Linked DNA regions of Gossypium hirsutum: region 2 is linked to region 1. A link is a contact called in public Hi-C data. All regions are on one chromosome and are shown on one strand. The core of a region is the stretch at or near the end of the contact, and the rest is flanking DNA. Distances in the headings are between cores, read along the strand shown.

Region 1 (4,086 bases), core at 951-3,450:
TTTAAACTAATTTAACTCTCTAATTTCACCATAAATCCCAAATTTTGAAATTTTCTCAATTTAGTCCCTATTACTCAAAACTTATAATTTACTTTACAATTAAATCCTTTACCCAATTCTAACTTGAAATTCTATCAATTTAACCCCCAATTCATCAATTAATTCAACATAAACTGTATCCAAAAATCCACCAACTTTCAAATTTTCAACATAAATCCAACAGTATATTATTCTAAGTTTCTAAAAACTCAAAAATTAGAAGAAAATAGATTAAATTGACTTACCAAATTAACTTTGAACCTTGAAACCCCAAATTTTCCTTTTCCTTTTTCTTTCTTTCTTTCCCTCCTGTTTCTTCTCTGTTTCGTTTCAATTTCATTCTGTTTCTTGTGTTTCTTTACCAATTTATATAATATATATAACATATATAATATAATATAATATAATATAATATAATATATAATAATATTCTTATTTATTAAGTAAACATATATATATTTTAATCATAAAAATCTTTGATATTTTTACATGTTTGCCGCCTCAACTATAAAGAATGGCATAATTGCCTTCTTAGTCCCTTTAGTTTTTCTTTAATCTATAAATAAACTTTCTCCTCTATTGTAATTTAATCTTTTTACCTAATTATTTTTAATTCAAGCAAAATTCACTTAACCAAAACCTAATTAACTACACAACTAACTTCTTAAATATTTATTGAAAATATTTATGAATCCGATTTACTGGAACGGAGTCCCGGGAATGCATTTTTTTTTCAATTTGGTGGTTTTTAATTAATTAACAATCGAAACGTTAAAATTTCTTAATGAAACTTTAATACCACCCTAAAGACACTCCATAAATATTTATAAAAATATTTACGACTCGATTTATAGAATTGAGGTCCCAACACCTCATTTTCTAAAACCATTTAGCCGAATAAATCTTTATAAAATACAAATTACTAATTCAAAAATCTTTCTAAAATCATATTTAACCCATAAATATTAAATAATAATATTTACGAACTTGCTTGCTTGATTTGGTGGCCTTGAAACCACTATTTCTGACACAACTGAAATCGGGCTGTTACAAGATCATGACTGCCGATTGTGACCTCCACCTAGACTTCCACCACTGGTTTTATCAAGCATTATTACCCCGAAATCAGGTTTCCTCACAATGGGTTCCTCAAGTGATGATCCTATCTCGCCATGATATATTAAATATATGTGTGTTGAGGCGTGTTATCACGTCCTCGATCCCTCAAAACTACCTAAGAACTTCTGTCGTTTTAGTCGAAAACTCTAAACACATTCAAAGTACCTTAAACCCTAAAAAACTAAAAACCCTAAAGATCCTAACCTTAAAAAAAATCCTAACCTTAGAGAGAGAAAGTGAAAGTCCGTCTAGCTGGACACGCTTTCTTGCCATCTATGCAGAAAGCACACTCTGCTGGACGCGCTTTCACTTTCTCTCTCCTAAAATGACCAATTTCCCTAATTAAAGTTTACAACAACCTAAAAGACTAACTGAAAAAATAGCATATTTTACTAATTTATCCTATTTAAATCATGGACATATCAATTTTCGCTGCAGCACATGTTTTATTATTTTATCTTTATTTGTTTCATATTTCGTATAATTTATTACAAGAATTCAATTTTAATTTTAATATAAATGTCAAAAACTTTAATTGTTTTTCCGGTATATTCTAGTGATACATAATTTTAAATTTAAATATTTAGTTTATTAAAATGAATTAATCTTTAATTCACTAAAAAAATAATTAATCAATTCAATATTTTATTCATTAAAAAATTCACTTAAAAAAGAGTAGAATAAGTTAAAAGTGTGACGAGAAAAAAAAATTTAGTTATTAAAATTATCTCAGCATATTTTTTTAACCTTTAATTTCAACGTACTCGAATCAATATTTTTTTATATTAATAATATTAATATTAATTTAGTTAAAATTCAATTCATTTCCTGCATATTTTTTAATTTTTTAAGAAGGGTTGAAAACGCGTATAGTTTTATATAAATCCACAAATAATTAAAATATTTACATTGTTTGATACAAAATGGATTTTTTTTAATTTAATTTAAAACAATTAACACAAAATTGAAATATCTTAATAAGATCCGGGCGTGGACAAAGTTTACTGTAACTCGCTTAGAGTCCAGGAGTTAAGAGTGTTAGACTTTAGACTTTACTCTTTTTCTAGAAAGCAAGAAACGTCGGTTGGCACGTACGGAAGTCGCAGTCGCACGTGAGAAAGCAGCACCATCTCAACTCGGCCCCCCTTTAATTCCAAACATCTAATCTATAGCTCTCTGCCTCACTCTCTTCAACGACTAAAGTCTCTCTCTTCACAATCACATCTTCATTTTCAGAATTTAACCAAAATAATATTAGAAAAAAAAAGAATTAAAAGAAATCCAAGAAGAAAAAAGAAGTAGCATCGAATCTTTTTTTATTCGTTATTTTTATTTGATTTTTTTTGCTTGTTTTCTCTTCGCAGCTCACTGCCTGCAGATCGGTTCAATCTCAAGGTTTCTTTAATTTCTCTTTATTTTTAATTTTTTGTGTTTTCATTCCATTTTCTTCTCCAAAGTTTGGTTCTGTTTGTGTTTTAAGTTCCAGATTGGTTAGCAATTGTTTTCCTGCTCGATTCTTTACTTCGTTTTTAGGTCAATTTCCCTTTTTAGCAGTCTCGGAATATAAATAGCTCATGCTGAGAGGCGAATTCTAAGAATGCTATTTTCGTTTTAAGCTCTTGATTCCGTCCGATTTATGTCGCAAAGTTTGTGTCACTTTATCAAAGTGATTGTTTTAGCTCAACTTTCAGAGGTAGTAGTTTATTTTCAAGTTAAGAGTTTAGGGTTGGAGAAGTTGATCTTAGAGTAATTGCTTGTGTTATTATATTTGCGTTTAGTACGTGCAACTTTAAATTTGACAGAAATGCTTCAAAATGATTGAAGATTTGGGAAATGACTTGCTTGTAGTAGAAGCTGCTAATCTCATTTAGATAAAGAATGCTAATGCAGCAAAAACCTTTAATGATGTAAATGTTGTTTCTCATAAGCGTTCATGTTCCTTAAAATTGGCTTTAAAGTCCGATTCTGGCTGAGAAGGCTTTATTGTACTGATTAGTTCATTCTTTGAAATTCATGTCGCACAATGTATGGTACAAGAGTAAGCAGTGCTCATAGTCCATCATAGATATCAAAACTGCAATGGTTATCAAGTTGGATTTTTTTTCATGATTAGAATTATTTGATATGTATTCATGTATAAGACTTCAATGCTCTATTTGTCCTTTGGTTCTAGAGAGAGAGAGAGAGGGAGGGAGGTGGTTCTTTCTTGGTTTTCAATTATGCATTTTTTCTGCACAAATTGGAAGGAACTTTGTAACAATTTCAATTGGAATTCTGCTTTCTGCACAATGTTTCTGTTTCAAGTATCTAACTGTTTCTAATTCTTATTTTTGCTTCTCTATGTCCTGCCAGACTTTGTTTGTATTTTTGTAGCTGCCAAGTGGCGTTGTAGTCCCGATAACCATATGATACAACAAGGGTGCATTCCTGAGTTTGGCGTATCAGATGATTTGTAGTATCTATATTATGCTTTGTCAGTGCCATTATGGGCATTCGTCTGATGAAATATCAATGGCCATGGCTGCTTCTCATTCTATTCTCTTTTATCCTAGCAAACAGAATCAGAGCTATCAGTCCTGATGGTATGTCATTTATATGTAGTATGAGATCATTCAAGCTGATATTTAGAAATTTTTTTCTCCTCTTATTCTCTCACCATCTGGAAAAGGATCTTAAATGCTCTCCTTATGTTAATGCTCTTTTGGTTGGAAATTACTGGTTAATTTGTCTCACTTAGGAAATTTGCACATTGAAAATCTTGACCATTTAAAACTTTGGTGAGCATGTTTACATTTTGCTTTCCTTTTCCTTTTTGACAGTCTTTTAGATTTAATTTGGATAAAATAGATTTTGGCTGGTTATAGAATCTCTAGTCAGCCAGTGATTACAATGCATTTCATGCTGGAAATAAGAATATTTGGTAACAGA
Region 2 (4,086 bases), core at 446-2,945, 380 kb after region 1:
TTATAAGTAGTTTTAAAAATTTATCATATGATTTTTTAAATTTACTATATTCATATAGGACACTTGTTAATCTCCTGAACTTACTTATAAAGTCTGAAATTTCTACCAACAGTGTACTAAATATTTTCTCAAAATTGAATAATGACAAAATATAATTTTAGTTTTTATTATGCTTAAACTTAAATTTAGGATTCACTTCCTATAATTTAATTTTTTTATAATTTAATAATTTTATTTTTATAATATTATTATTCGAAGTAGTTAATACAATTAATTAATTTTTTAAAGAAAATACATTTTCAAGTCATTGTAATGACATGATATAGATATTGTGTTGTAAGGATGTTAATTTTAAAAAAAACTTATACCAACATTTTTATTTTTTAATAATTAATAATATTTAAATAAAAGTAAAAGTAAAGGATGAAATAGTTATCAAAAGTTCAAAACTAGAAAATTTTCTTTTTGGGAACATTTACCAAAACTAAATAGCACCCTTCACGAGGAAGCTCCTGCAACAACGTTTCCTCATACGCACCCCTCTGGGACAAGTACATAATCCGCCACGCTATTCTTCTCTGGAGCAACATGACAAATAGTAACCTGCCATTCCCAGCCCAACAGCCGTCGAATATGTCGCACCATGAATTTAGCCATTAACTGATGGTAGTCGTTGACATGCATTTACTACGGTTACGATGGATTTCACTTAGATAATTAATGCGGGTGCATTCATATTTTTAAAATTTCCTGTGTGACAGCCCAGGCCAACCAATTGTGGTCTTGCATTCCTGTTTGCTGCTTCTGTCTCCAATATGTTATGAAGGATTGGCTTGTTTTTGCATATTTAACTCTCTTCTGTATATATAAAAAAGAAATAATAAAATTCATTTTTCAACATTTAAGTATCCTTTTTTTTGGAAGAAAATCTGAGCCTTTTTTTTTCTTTTACTTTATTTCAAGGGGAAAAAGGCAATACTTATATAGGAAGCAATTGATGAATTTATTTCAAGACTTAAAAAGTAATAATTTTATAAGGACACGTGTCTATAATAACATACGTTCTGGCACTAGCTTTAAAAAAATAACAAGTGTTGAGGAAAAAGGAAAAGGAAAAGATTTAATACTGTAAATATTTGTTTTATATTTTGATATATTAATTTATTCAGGGTCTTAGTTATAGTATATTTTTACACTATATGTAAACATTTTTTTTTCTATGCAATCACTTTGCTAATTAATAATGTTATTAATTATTAGTATGTGGTTCTTGTGGGTTGATTTAAGATTTTAACTCAACTTATTCCATTCAAAGTATTTGTCTGTTTAGTCGCATCTCACATGTCGATTTTATATTTATTATTTTTGAAAATCATTTATTTAAAGCCACCAGTCAAATTCGAATTAATTTAATATTCCTGACAGATCATAAATTATTTGAAAATTTTATAATATCCATAATTAATAAAAATAAATAGTTATTTATTAATAAATTTATTTTTTAAAATACTTTTTTACAGTAAATAAAGTGTGAGATTAAAATGTGGTTTTATTAAATATTAAAATGATTTTGTCGTTATCAAAAATTATTTTTTGGGCAAGCCCAAGCAAGCAAACAAAGGATAATTTGTACTGGTTGAGCTGTAATGAGTGGTGTTAATAATCCTTGGTTTATGTTTAAAAAGAAAATGAAAAACTAAAAAGTGGAGCGCACCGACAACTGAACTGTGGATTTGAATTGACTTCTGTCTGCTTAGTTGGCACGCGTTACCGAATGAGGACTACAAATGAAATGAGATCAGCGGTGGCTAAGTCTCACCCGATCCAAACAAAGCATTATACTCGTACTAAGAAGAAACTAGTTGTAGTAAGCTATTATATCGTTTCTCCTTTCTCCCTCCTCGTAAGGTAAGCTTTCATCTTAACTACAAAAATAAACAAAGTCTTCTTACCTCAGCCTCTGCCTGAGTTTTTAGCTTTTTTGTATTTACTGTTATTACTATCTTTCCTACTTCGGAAAGCGTTTTCTTTTACTTTATTGATGAAGTAATCTCAGGATGAAGACAAGAAGAGATTGTGTGTGTTTTTTTTTTGGTGAAAAGAGATTGTGTTTTTTAACCACTCGTAGTTTTCAGTTCTTTCTGCTCCGGCGATTTACGAGCGGTGCTGTTAGCTCTCCTCCCATCCTAAGGGATGGATTATTGAATTTAGAAGAGAGTAAGATGAGACACATGATGCGATCTTCTTGCCATGTGTGACCTTTGTCGGATACTTTATTTTTGGGAGGTTCATGACGTTTGTCGGATAGTATTAATTAAAATAATAATAATAATGATAATGATAATCACGATAATTGTAATTTTAGTTGACGAGATTTAAGATCTCAGTTAGGATTATTTTATGGCCTGCTTTTATTCTCACTGCTCTCTTTATTTATATGTAGTAATATTTAGGATTAGTAAATTATGTGTGAGTTACATTGTCTCTTTTGAGTACAATTAATCTATTTTATTCCCTAAATAAGATACATAATATTGCTATATGGCCTATGGGTTGTCGTTATGGGTATGGGTGTGAAATTTATATTCTTGGCTAATTGCATTTATTTTAATATTTATGTTTGTCTGCCGGTATTTGTTTTAGGCTGTAATAAAAGTATATTGCTTTGATTATCTTATATTTGAGAATCGGTGTGAATTTTATATTTTGACCATTCATCGTTTTTATGTTTGTCCGACAGTGCTGTAATAATATTCTTTTATTTTCAAATTAACCTAAGTGTTATTGTCAGAATATTACCATGACCACCCATCTAAACATACCAATCACTTTATGCTTCTTTGGTTTGATTGTGACGGATTAAAAATAGTGATATTAATCATTATTTGTGGGTAGATGATAGCCAATTAGATAATTACTGAATTAATTACTGATAATTATGACACCAAGTTACCGTTAGCAGCACGAGTTGATTATGTGCGGTGCTTGGTGTTAATGGTAGCTTTATTTCTTGTTGAATAATGATGTTGGACATGTGCATGGGTTTTATATAAGCCTTTGTAAGCATAGCAGTAGCAGTAGTAATATTTTTATACGTCTTACTATAATTTGCTTATTTCTTTATTTTCTATAATCATACTGACTTTAAATTAATAAATACTGCAGAGCAGAATGATTAGTGGAATGTTACGCCAATGGTTAAGTCTACTGGTCTGTGTGCTTGCTGTTATACTACTCAAATCTGAAGGCGCTAGTGTAGGGATTACTTATCTGCAGGATGCCGTAGCGAAAGGAGCTGGTAGGGATTTGTTTTTCTTCTTATCTATGTTTTATTATATGTTTATGTATATCATATATTTAACGCACTCTTTTTTTTTTTTTCTTTTTTTTGGTTTGGGTGGTGGTGTGTAGTTTGTTTGGATGGGAGTCCACCAGCTTACCATTTTGACAAGGGCTCTGGCGCTGGAGTTGATAATTGGATTGTTCACATGGAGGTTAGTCCAATGGCTTTTGCCTTGCTTGTGCTGTGTTTTACTTATATTATATTTGTAATTGTTGTTGAGAATGTGTTTTGCTTGCATGAAGGGTGGAGGATGGTGTGAAGATGTGCCGACTTGCCTCTCTCGTAAGAACACCGATTTAGGGTCATCAAAGCAAATGGTGAAGCAATTTGGCTTCTCTGGACTCTTGAGCGGCCAGCAAAAATCCAATCCAGGTAGCTAAGCTTCGAAATTTCACAATATTTCCCCCTGCCTCAGCTTTAGCTCCACTATTAACGGTTACTTTCTATCTTAACATATAGATTTCTACAATTGGAACCGGATTAAGGTTAGGTACTGCGATGGATCATCGTTCACCGGGGATGCTGTTGATCGAGTAAGTTGCTTGAATTGTTTTTACTATCGAGAAATTAAACATATACATAAATTAACACATAATGGTTCTGTGATCAGGCTAATAATCTCTTTTTCAAAGGAAACAGCATATGGGAATTTATCATTGCTGATCTACTAGCAAAAGGAATGAGAAATGCTAAAAATGTAAGACGTAGTTTGGCGTGTTTAATATTTTGTAATTCCTTCGGTA

What was found. Hi-C and Micro-C count contacts between places; a contact is called where the count stands out from the background.
Region 2: a Hi-C map of leaf shows a contact between it and region 1, with 1.6 times the contacts expected there. The contact joins the promoter of LOC107930098 here to the promoter of LOC107930105 in region 1. A contact is called at or near these places in 4 of 34 Hi-C or Micro-C datasets (callus and leaf).

The regions. Positions count from the first base shown.
Region 1 is chrA08:108,924,727-108,928,812 of Gossypium_hirsutum_v2.1, forward strand. LOC107930105 (LRR receptor-like serine/threonine-protein kinase FEI 1) reads left to right here and starts at 2,201. Exons shown (of 14, transcript XM_016861673.2): 1 at 2,201-2,553; 2 at 3,511-3,740. The coding sequence starts at 3,644.
Region 2 is chrA08:109,308,365-109,312,450 of Gossypium_hirsutum_v2.1, forward strand. It overlaps LOC107930098 (pectin acetylesterase 7), which reads left to right and starts at 1,696. Exons shown (of 13, transcript XM_016861660.2): 1 at 1,696-1,908; 2 at 3,171-3,298; 3 at 3,412-3,494; 4 at 3,586-3,715; 5 at 3,803-3,876; 6 at 3,954-4,040. The coding sequence starts at 1,775.